Linked DNA regions of Mus musculus: region 2 is linked to region 1. The links are chromatin contacts, called in public promoter capture Hi-C maps. All regions are on one chromosome and are shown on one strand. Each heading gives the region's core, a stretch centred on a gene start, on an enhancer-like site or on the middle of the called end of the contact. The rest is flanking DNA. Distances are from core to core; before and after follow the strand shown. Region 1 overlaps Ttc3 (tetratricopeptide repeat domain 3). Region 2 overlaps Vps26c (VPS26 endosomal protein sorting factor C).

Region 1 (5,872 bases), core at 3,016-5,515:
ATGTGTGTGTGCATGTGCATGTATTGTGAGAATTTGTGTGTTAGTGTGTTTGACTATAGGCGTGTGTGTGCATTTGTATTGGTGTCATAAAAGTAGTTGTCTTGGGAGTTGGTTCATTATTTTACTATTTTCTTGGAACTTCTGAAGAAAAGTATTGCTAGTGTACACCTATGGGAAAGAGTACAATGAGATTTTGAAGTTACCTGGCTTGAATGTGGAGCAGTATGGCCATGCAAGTCCTAGCCAAGGAGTTGCTGAGATGACGCTTGTACCTGGCGTCCTTCTTTGTCTTGGACACATGACTTCAGCTTCCCAATGTCTTTCAAAGGCTACAGATAGACTTGAGTGTGCTTACAGGTAAAGATACAGTAGCCAGCGTTCTACATTTGATAATTTGACAGTTAAAATAGATTGGGGAGGGGAAAGAATATGATACTGTTTGAAAATTTAAACATAATCAGAAATGTAATAAAAATTAAAACAGATGAAGTTTTTTTTTGAGACTTTGTTTAGAGGCATTGGATACCAAAGCTGTTAAAACAGGAAGCTGTAGTTACTTTGTCAGAAATAGTTGTGCTGAACCACCCTTCGCTTTAGGTAAAGAACCTCCTAGTGTAAAGCGTCTCCTAGTACTGCGAATGTGTAAAACCTGCGGCAGGCGTGGGACGTTTTCAGACTGTGGCACTTGGCTGTCAAGAACCTGGAGCTGAGTGCTGTAGCCTGTGAAGAAGCCCTGCAGCTGCGGCAGTGTAGGCACGACGTGACGGCTCGTTGTTGTTTGTCCACCTCCAGGGCTTACATACCTAGAAACTCATCAGCACCTGCTTTTAGGACATCACTTAACTTTGTGGAAACAGAAAGAGGTTTCAGAAAAACTAAGTACAAAATGGCAAATGGTGGCGATCAGAATCAAAAGGTAAGCTTAGCTAAGAACTGATCATTTCCAGTGTGAGTAGGATCGCTGGTCTCAGTGATGCTTCGGTGGTAGATGTTTTGCTCATATGTGACTTTTTTTTTTTTTTTTGTATTGATATCGAGAAAATAATTCTCCCACATCAGGCAACCTGGCCATCTCATAAACTACATAAAAAAAGTTAATGTTTAAATTTTACAGGATTTACTTTGAAGTCACAGTTAATTTGTTTTAAAAATAATTTTCTAAATACTATTAGCCACTTACTTCTGTCTGTATGTCCTCTGTTTCTGTCTCTCAGCCAGTCTCTTGGGGACAAGCAGCAGTATAGTCTAGTAGCTAGGTCTCTACTGCTCCTCCTCAGTGATGCAGGTTTTCCTTCCCTGATCGCTTGTCTGTGGGGTAATGGTTACTTGGTGTTCTGCCAACCACCACCCAACTGCTGTTGTTGGGGGCCCAAGATATTTCTGTCATTTTGTTGCCCTTGGCAGCTATGATTAGCCCTTAGCTAAGTGCTGTGCTCAGCACATATCTTATGTTTAATGTTTTGGGGTTTTTCCAAGTATCATAAGGCCTCTAGCCTGACTTTGATCAGATGTCTCAGATACATGTGTCTGAGCGTTCTCAGACTTGTAGTATACAAAGCTGAATATATGTATGTTTGACTTCCACATTTGGAAGGAAATGGGGGCGGGTAGTTGATGTTGGGTGGTGATAGGTAGAAAAGGGAATTTTTTTAAATCCTATATAAATACTCATTTTGTAGATAATACAGAAAATGCCCAGAAAGTTTCATTCCAGTTATACACACCTCTAATGTGTATAACTGTGTGCTGGAGAAGCACCTAGGTATTATTCAACAACCTCTACATCAGGCACCATGCCAAGTGTCAGACAGAGGATTGTCGTTCTAGAATTTGCCATTTCTCTTGGGTCCTCATTGTTGTTATCATTATGCTTGCTTGTTTGTACAGTTAGGAGTCATGACTAGCTGTGTTTGTAGGTCTTGAGTGAATCCTATCATATTCTAGTTAAATTCTGTGTGATTGCTGATTCCTTGGCTGTATTGACTTTAAAAACCTCACTAGTTTTATTTTCACGGGCAGGTGGCAGATGAGGCTTTGAAGGGGGACGATTGTGACTGTCATCCTGAATTTCTGCCACCTCCAAGTGAGTAGTCTTTTACTCGTTGTTGCCATCCAAACCTCTGCTTGAAAGTTTGTGCAAGCTTCAGTTGGTTTTATTGTAGTTCTTCTACATGGTGATGCTTATAGTAATATTTAATATAAAAAGTAGCAACATACTTTAGTCACTGTTTCACCACTCCAGTGAAATGCCTGACTTGGGTTGGTGATAAGGTAAAAGACCTGTCTGTCTGCTCGAGATTCTGAAGGGCCATAAAGCAAGTGGCCAGTGTTGGCTTAGGTGTGCTGAGAGCTGTAGGTGGTGATGACATCAGAAGTGTGTATAAAAGCTCATATCGCAGACCAGGAAGCACTGAGAGAGAATACACAGCTGGAGCCCAGAGCTCTTCTAGGGGATTACTCATGGTGACAGAGACTTTTCTTTGGGTCCCCATTCTGCCACCCTGGGGACTTTGTGACAGTTTCAGGAAAGCATGGAGGGGGCCATGAGCAAGTCAAGAGCACTTCTTGTTCTTGGGGAGCACTCAGATTTGGTTCCCAGCTCTCTACAGTGAATTCAGTTCCAGGGGACCACATCTTTCTCTGACTATGGTCAGGCACTAGGTACTCAGATAGTGCACAGACATGTGCAGCATGAATGTATGCATAGACATATATTCATATACATAAAATAAATGAATCTTTTTTTTTTTAATTAAAAAAAAAAAGAACAGACAACATTGAGGGCTAGGAAGACGCTCAGTGGAATACACAGTTCCCTAGAGGAGCAGAACCTATGGAAAGAACAAATGCCACAGGGTTTATTACAGCGAGTCACATGACACAGTCTGGATACCCAACATCTGTCCGCACACTGGGGAGGCTAAGAGCCCAGTAGTGCTCAGTCCACAGGGCTGAGGGCCTCAGTACTCTGTCTACACCTGAAGGCCTGTAGGATTGCTGAAGAAGCTGTGTTCTCATGTTAGTGAACAGCACTAGTATTAGCATTGGTGGCGACAGTGAGATACTACAAGTTGCCAGTTTGGCAGGAAGCAAGCAGAAAAAACAAACAAGCAAACAAAAATAACAGCTTTTTCCTGGGTTCTTTTCATCTATTTATTTATTTATTTATTTATTTATTTATTTATTTATTTTTGGCTGCCATGGGAAGGGGATGCCCATGTTTACAACGGGTCTTCTCACTTTACATAATCTGATCAACAAAGTCTTTTATGAGTATCCCTAATGGCTTGTCTCCAAGTTGAGCCCAGATCCAGTCAGGTTGACAGCCAAAGTCAACCGTAAAATTGTTAAGGTGGTTCTTGCATAAGCCTTAAGGACCTGAGTCTGCTCCCCAGCACCTGTCGGAAAGCCAGACATAGTGGCACATGCCTATAGCACTGCCACTTGGGGATGGGGGGCAGAGACAGCACTTCACTGGTTAGCCAGTTCAGCTGGGTCTACAAGGTCCAGGTTTGGTGAGAGACCGTTCTGTCTCAAATGGTGGTGGAACATGATTGAAGAAGACAACCAGAGTTGACTGCTGGACTCCACACACACATATGAACCCACTAACAAAAAGAACACATTAGATATTTATTTCAAATGAGTTCTGGCTTTTCATACTTTTAATAAGTTTAATTTTGTAAATCCAGTAAATTTAATGCAAAGATAAGATGCATTGCTTGTCGTTTGAGCATTGTCTCTTACTACTGAGAATTTTATTAGTGTCTCGTCTAATTACAAGAGTCCCTGTAGTATTTCTTCCTTAATTGATCTCCCTCAGAAAGTTTAATACCACAGGAATGGCTGTTAAGTTTTTGAAACATAGAAACCGAGGTTGTCTCACCTCTTACACGCTAGGGTTATGGTTGTGAGCCACCTCACCAGGCTTTGATTTGTCTTTTCTATATAAAAAGTACTGTTTGTTTTTCTCATATCAGAACATTTAACTACTTTCGGCTCAGTTTAAGGATGATTTTACGTTGTCGAGAAAAGATGTTTGTTCATTTGGAGGGATGTAGCAAAAATTCCACAAACTGGGTAGTTTATTTCTGTACAGGAAAAGCCCAGTGCCCTGGTTCTGGCAGATTCAGTGTCTAATGAAGCACTTTTCATTGTTTTAGATGGTTGTGTTCTTGTTGTGTGCTCACATGGTAGAAGGTGGGAAGGCATCTATCCACCCGGAGGTATGATGTCACCTATGGTCTAATCAATACCTGGAAGGGTCAGCCTTCCTACGCTCAGTTTTCAGCACTTTACTTTGCACAGAGCAGGGCATTCGGAGCATACGGGTACTTTCACTTTCAGATGAAACTTGACTTGGTTCAAGTGTGTGCGTCAACTGTATGTATGTGCTCATCTGCAGATGAGATGTGGGTGTGCATGCTCTGTGTATTCCTGGATCGCCCTTTGTATCATATTTTGACAAAAATCTTCCTAAATCAGAATGTACACATCTCTGCTTTTTACAACTGAATCTGAGAACATAGAGAATTCATGATGACACAAGAGTCACTTACCTCAAGCTTTCGTGGTGTTCCTTTTAGGGTTCTTGACGCAGGATTGTTGGCCTTGACATTACTGACATCCCATCATTCCCTTTTCTTTCCCTTGTTGGTTGATTTTTCTTTTCAGTGGTTTGGCTGGCTTCTGTTATCCATTTGTCTTTCCTGCCTGCAGTTCTATCTTCTCTTGGGCTCCATTTCTATATATCTACTCACTTAGTGCTAGCAGTTTCCATATGGTTAACATGTTAAACACAGGCTTGGGAGTTCAATACCTATTGCAATCTAACAGTATGTGAAACCCCTTAAGGACAACACTTTAAAAGTTATAATAAGTTATTATTATGTAGCATGTGTAAATAATTTAAATCTTGTCCATCCATCGGCATTTATATTCAGAGAAAGAACTTTAGGCCGCAGAATTACACTTTTATAGCTTCGTCCATGCCTGTACAGCAGAGATCAAGTTCCCAGCACCCATAACCATTGGTAACTCCATTCCCGGGAATGTCAACATCTTCTTCTGACAACCACTGGCACTAGGTCCACGTGTCGGCAAAACGCACATAAAGAAGAAAGAAAGAAATATAAGCATTAAAAAAAAGAGAGAAAGAAATCAAACCAGAATTCTGCTTTTCCAGAAGGTTTTTATGTTTGAAGACATCAAAGTTGTCTGTATCTGATCGTGTCTGTTGCCATCTCTCCACCTTCTGTCACGTACACCCTGTCCCTCTTGCCATACTGTCTTCTAACAGACACAGCTGTGAAAATGTGACTTTTCTGACCCCCCAAAGAAGCAGCACCTTTCTTCTTCTTGCCCCTAACATCTACCTTTATAGCCCATTTCTGCACTCATGGAGCCTTTGGCTAGCATATCTAACTAGTATTTCTGAAATGAATGCCAATCTTGATTTGAGTAATTTTTCAAAATCCTGATTAATCTTGAAACCAAACAGCTTTTCCAGTATATTCCAGCTGATGTGATTTTTCTCCCTGATAGGATGTAGAGGGGAACTAATATATCAGTGGCAACTTGGGGTCTTTTTATCTCATTGTATTTTGGTAATGGTTTGCTTACTAAAGTTATTTGTGTTTCTTCCAGCCTAGTTATAAACTGCCTGAGAACGGGAACTGTTGCCTATGTCTCTTTTCTATAGACTTGAGATTAACCATCCTAATTTTAATAATATCCTTATAGCCCTGCATCATCACCAGCTTGTCCTGATTTACTTAAAGTTGTATTCACAGTCTTATTCCCGTTTATGTATGCTTTTCTTGCAGTCCAGTTAATATACACGTTTATCACTCGTAGTCTTGGAGGATTTATG
Region 2 (5,721 bases), core at 1,169-3,668, 95 kb after region 1:
ATTCTCTTTTACTGAGTCTTGGGTCTGCAAGATGGAAGCTGCACTTGCCCAGTGACAGCCAGCTTTGCTCTAATAAGGGAGATAACTTCCTGAGGACAAAGCCAGTGTACAGGAAAGCCAAGCTCAAATATTCTGGGGCCCTGGTCTCCAATCTGGCTAAGCCTGGCCTAGAATTCCTGGTTCTGGGATACAGGACCTTGTCAATCTGAGTTTACTCTACAGTTTATGAAAGAAAGGACTATACAAAGCTTGAGACTAATAATCTGTAAATGAATAGATCATGGGATCTGCTGGGAAAACAGCAGGTGAAACAAGGAGACTAAAATTCCTGTTATGTTCTAGAGGGAGTCAAATTCTCTCTCATCTACAATGTCAACTAACTTACAATCAAGCTGGAGAGATAGCTTAGTGGTCAAAAGCACTTGCTGTTCTTGGAAAGGAACCTGGGCTTGATTCCCAGTACCACATGGTGGGTTAAAACCATCTCTATTTAACTCCAGTTCCAGGGAATATGACACCCTCTTCTGGCCCCCATGGGCACTCCATGCACATGGTGCAGACACATATGCAGGCAAACAAAAACATTTTTAAAAGAGTTGTTACTGGCACTTGCCTGTAACTCCAGCACTTGGGAGGCAGATGCAAGTGGAGCTCTGTGAGTTCAAGGCCAGCCTGGCCTACGTAGTGAGTTCCAGGACAGCCAAGGCTGTACAAGGCTACTGTAAGGATAGTCATCAACTCATGTTCATCACAGAGGACACTGTGTGACAGGCCTGTGCCTAGCTCTTCATGTGATTCTCTTACTAATCTTCTAGCAACAAAGTCAGGCAGGCTGCTGGGGGTGGGGCACAGAGGTGGGATGTAAACTGACAAAACCTACACCAAGTTCTTATACTGTATGCTGGTTGGACAGTAACTAGAGCCCATCTCTGCCTGCGGGGAAACCCTGGGTCTTCTTACTTTGTAACTAACTTTCCTAGGCCCCATGCAATGATCTATGTGGGGTGAGCTCAGGACGAGGTCAGAGGGCATCAGGAGGCCAGAAGGTACAAGGTTGGATTTTTTGTTTAAGGTTTAAAATTATGTGTTGGTAGTGTGTGTGTCTGTGTGGATATGTGTATATGAAGGAAACTCACAGAGGCCAGAGGAATGGAGCAAGAGTTATAGGTAGTTGTGAGTTGCTCACTATGAGTACTAGCAGCTGAACTCTGGCCTCTGCAAGAGCAGTAAGTGCTTTTAACCACTGAATCATCTCTGCAAAACACACACACACACACACACACACACACACACACACACACACAGTATTTTTAACGGTAGAAAGGGTGAAGAGAATTTTTAAAAATTAACTTTGAATATGCAATATTAGCAGATATGGTGATACTGATATTCATCTGTGCTATAGTATAAAATCTTGCCAGTTTGGCTACAAGAGCAGAACTCAGTAAGAAATAACAAGCAAGCTAAGCTTTTGCAAGTCAGAAATTTAATGCAGGTTACATTTTAAATTCCTTATTTTGTCTCATGATTTTTTACACTATGCTATTACAATATTACCTCAATTATAAAAGAAAAAGTTCATTGTGTCTATATAATTTGAGAATGTATTAGGGTTTAACAACAAAGCTTCTATTCTGAGTAATGCACCGATATTCATTCATGTGCTCTTCAGAGAAGGCATGGCCAGAAATGGGTACCATAAACGACACCTTGGGAATCCCTATGCTGAGATGAGACATGGGATCACAGAAAATCATGGATGACATTTGCTTACTGACAAGCATGGAGACTAGGAAAAGACCTGTCAAACAAAGGGGGCAAGGATGGATAAAATAGAGCAAAAAGCCATAATCCTAGTTTTTATTACGTATATTTGCACAAGAGAAAATAAAACATTTGCATATGAGCTAGAAATTATTTGAGGATTTATGTTAATTTTGATAAAGACGGTTATCTATGGTGCTGTATGATAGAACTCTGGGTTTGTGGGAATGGACACTAAAGAAGTAAGACAAGTAAGTGCACACAGGCTCTGCAGCTAACTTTGAAATGACTCAGAAAGTAAACACAGACGACAAAGAACGGCAAGGCTGGGGATGTAGCTCAGTGACAGAGCCCATGTCTCACATGTGTCCAGCTGGGTTTCCACCCCAGCTCTGCAAGGGAAGAGACTAACCAATGGTGAATGGTGATGAGCCCACATAAACCTGAGGCTCAGCGAAGAGGAAACTGCATCTTTACAAAATGCTGAGCTGTCTGGGCCTGCATACAGACCCATGCTGTGGCTGAGGTCAACCCTGAAGTGGTAAAATCTGATGACCAAGGAAAAGGTTGGGCGAGGGGATCATTAACCCCTCTAGAGAATTAGCCACGCACTAATACTTTCGTGACTAGGAGTTCCAGCACATACACAGTCTACGCAATCACGGCACACACTCTGCATCTGTACTCTTAGCAGCATCTGGAAAAGGATGAGACTTTGAACTTAACTGGAAATCAATAAAATGAATCAGTTTCATCATTTCAGTGACAATAAACAAAAGAGACTATGACCAGGAAATCTATCTTATCCCAATAAGCTTGCTGTGTGTGTGCGTGCGTGCGTGTGTGTGTGTGTGTGTGTGTGTGTGTGTGTGTGTGTGTGTGTAGGATAGCATAATGTGTAGTGTGTGTGTGTGTGTGTGTGTGTGTGTGTGTGTGTGTGTGTGTGTAGGATAGCATAATGTGTACCATAGTGCACATGTAGAAGTCAGAGGAAAACGTAGGGAGTAAGTTCTTCCTTCCATGCAAGTTGTAGAGACAGAACTCAGGCCTAGCATGAAGCATCCATTCCATTACACACACACACACACACACACACACACACACACACAGGGCCACAGAAACCTGAAGATGCCCCCCAGAGCTAGAGTTCCAGGTAGCTGTGAGCAGCCCCATGTGGATGCCAGGAACCAAACTTGGGTCTCTTCAAGAGCTGCACGGAGTCTTCACTGTTGAGCGCTCTCTAACGAAACTTTTGTAATATTTTTTTTTCATGTGTTTAGCTTTTGTATGTTGCTGCCTGAAGCAGGTATGTGAGAAAACCCTGAAAACATGTCTTCATGGAAAGCAGGCTGTGCCACAGAGTATGCACTCCATGTTCTTCACCTTGACAGGTTTCTAACAGTTCGTGAAATTTATGTAAGAATAAACCTTTAGCCGGGTGAGGTGATGCACGCCTTTAATCCCAGCACTTGGGAGGCAGAGGCAGGCAGATTTCTGAGTTCAAGGACAGCCTGGTCTACAAAGTGAGTTCCAGGACAGCCAGGGCTACACAGAGAAACCCTGTCTCGAAAACCAAAAAAAAAAAAAAAAAGAAAAGAAAAAAGAATAAACCTTTATTAACCCTCCCAAATGGTTTGAAACTTTTTAAAAAATGTGCTAGATTTTAAGCAAATGATTGGTATTTACTAAGTGAAATGTGATCAACTAAAACTTAATTCACAAATCAAGCAACTTTCCAATCTCCTGACTTTCTGTGCATCCTAAGACTGCAGGATTTTCTCAGTTAGCAAGGAAGCTGTCCCGCTGCAAACTACACAACAGTACCTTTCTCTTCATTGAATGAGGGACGGGGCCTCTTCCTCTGGCTGAGTCATGACTGGGCTCTGCTCCTGAGACAATAGCAACTGTGAAAGCCACCCCTCACCAGCAAAGGTAGACAGGAAATCATAAATCCACTTCCCCTCATTTACAAGGTTTGCTCAATGAAGAATACAGCCTATGTTGAATGGGCAGCCTTTGGGTATTTATTCCACAAAGAGATACTCATAAGAATAAAACAGACTAGTTAGTGCTGATGCCAGAAAGAGGCTGAAGCACATCTGGGACCCTGGTGGTGTCACTGTGGCCTGAGAAAAATGCGGTAGCACAAAGGACCCCTAAGGAAGAAATTATAGCCACAGTGCATAGTCAACACAAGGGTCACAGGGGCTCAGAGCGTGACTTTATGTCACAGCTTGTGTGAGGCCCACGGTTTAATCTCTAGCTCTGCAAAACCAGTAACAGTCATACACAAAATGCAGTTAGGACAAAATGAGAAAACGATACAGCACACACAGGAGCAGTCTTGGAATCAATCCATTATTAGACTTGAGTTCAGTTATTTCAGTGAGAAAAAATAATCAAGCTGGTTTTCAGCAGAAAACAAAAGCGGCAAGTAAGTGGAGTTAGGCACTCACCTGAATGTTGACAAACACGCCGTGGTAAGTCTCATACAGGACCTTGCTGCCTTTCACAAGCAGTGGGAACTCAAAGGGGACCTCAGTCTTGCCACTGGGAATCTTTCCTGGCTTCAGCACGTCTATGGTGCTGTTGATAATCTGGATCGGCTGTCAACACAAAGCAGCTTCAGCTATCAGCACACACTGTGCCTGTCTCTCTCTGCAGTCCTACTAGCAGCAGGCACATGAAATCTCCCGCTCTCCTGTGTCTTGGTAGCACAGTACTGATGCTAAACAAAAACATCAAGCTGCTGCTGCTGTTCTTTAAGTCTGCACAGTAATGGTTCATTTCCTTACATCCTTTTTTTTTTACTAGTCAGAGGACAACTTGTGGGAGTCAGTCTGCTCCTTGAACTGTATAGGTCCCATCTCAGTGGTTCAATAATGGTCCTGTCACATATCAGGGACTGAGGCGCTGTACACAGTAGGAACTGAACCCATGTATGCCTGCTTCCTGCTCAAATACCTCACTAGACTGTCCTAACAGCCCTATATTCACCATAAGTAAGCAGACCTACCACTGAAGCTGCCTGGCCACCTTGGCCAACATCGGGCCCGGGGCTACTCCTTACCTGGCATCTCTAACATCACTGCCCCAGCTCCCACAGCCCTCAGCCAGGGCCTCAGCACCGCAGCTCTGTGGGCAGAGCAGGTCTGTCTCTCCTCAAGCTCCAGGTGCCCACAGAGACTCCTCAGTGGGCTCCATAGAGAAAGAAATAGGACTAGCACTCAGGCAGTCCAAGTTTTATGTTCTCTGTTTCACTTTATTTTGAGATACAGCCTCCCTGCATAGTCCAGACTGGCCTCCAAGTCCTGATTCTCGTGCCCTCTGCCTCAGCCTCCAGAGAACTGGGACTACAGCATGCACCACCACATCCAGATGCTCTCATGCTTTTATATCTTTGATTTAACCTCACCCCAACGAAGTGCCTATGGATTAAAATTAGAAAGATGCAGAAACATGGGACACTAATAAACCTAAACAAACTCATGTTCTCTTCCTCACAGCCTTCCTCAGACAGCTTGTATGGCCTTCAGGGAAAAGATTTGGGGAACTTTTCTAAATTTGGGGAACTTTCTAAAATATAAACTCTACCCAAAATAATAAAACCATAATAAAAGAGCTCCTTGCTCCAAGTGTGTCTTACCTCTGTCAAGTTCAACAGGAGCAGTGTACAAAGCGAGCAGACAAGTCTGATAAAGCAAGGCAAGGCCCACGAGCCACAAGCATTCCTCAGAGAAGCTCGGATGACTCAAGTCAACACAAGTTTCTTCTAATCCCAAGCACCAGCCAGGGATATTACACATACAAATACCTACTAGCAGGACACAGAAGCAACACAAACGCATGCTCTGTAAGAGCTGGGAGTGTGAAGACCATGAAAGTAGAGACAGCTAACAAGTCACAGGGCAAGCGCAAAGCTCCACAGAGAGCTATGCTAGCTCTTACCTTCACAGA

The links. Capture Hi-C pulls out chosen DNA fragments and counts their contacts.
Region 2: a promoter capture Hi-C map of liver shows a contact between it and region 1. The contact joins two enhancer-like sites. A contact is called at or near these places in 1 of 39 promoter capture datasets (cranial neural crest), 2 of 484 Hi-C or Micro-C datasets (differentiating embryonic stem cells and nephron progenitors) and 4 of 9 other capture datasets (adipose tissue, embryonic stem cells, liver and 1 more).

What each region holds. Positions count from the first base shown.
Region 1 is chr16:94,410,041-94,415,912 of GRCm38.p6, forward strand. It overlaps Ttc3 (tetratricopeptide repeat domain 3), which reads left to right. Exons shown (of 46, transcript NM_009441.2): 14 at 793-916; 15 at 2,020-2,083. Among named protein-coding and RNA genes, the nearest start is that of Gm23692, 16 kb to the right of the region's middle. Within about 2 kb of position 4,266, at least 8 of the 459 cell types and tissues checked have an H3K27ac peak or open chromatin away from gene starts, as enhancers often do. A contact at or near this core is called in liver, where this site is marked.
Region 2 is chr16:94,506,518-94,512,238 of GRCm38.p6, forward strand. It overlaps Vps26c (VPS26 endosomal protein sorting factor C), which reads right to left. Exons shown (of 8, transcript NM_007834.3): 2 at 5,713-5,721; 3 at 4,221-4,370. All of the region lies in intron 3 of Gm31323 (a long non-coding RNA gene), which reads left to right. Among named protein-coding and RNA genes, the nearest start is that of Vps26c, 17 kb to the right of the region's middle. Within about 2 kb of position 2,419, at least 11 of the 459 cell types and tissues checked have an H3K27ac peak or open chromatin away from gene starts, as enhancers often do. A contact at or near this core is called in liver, where this site is marked.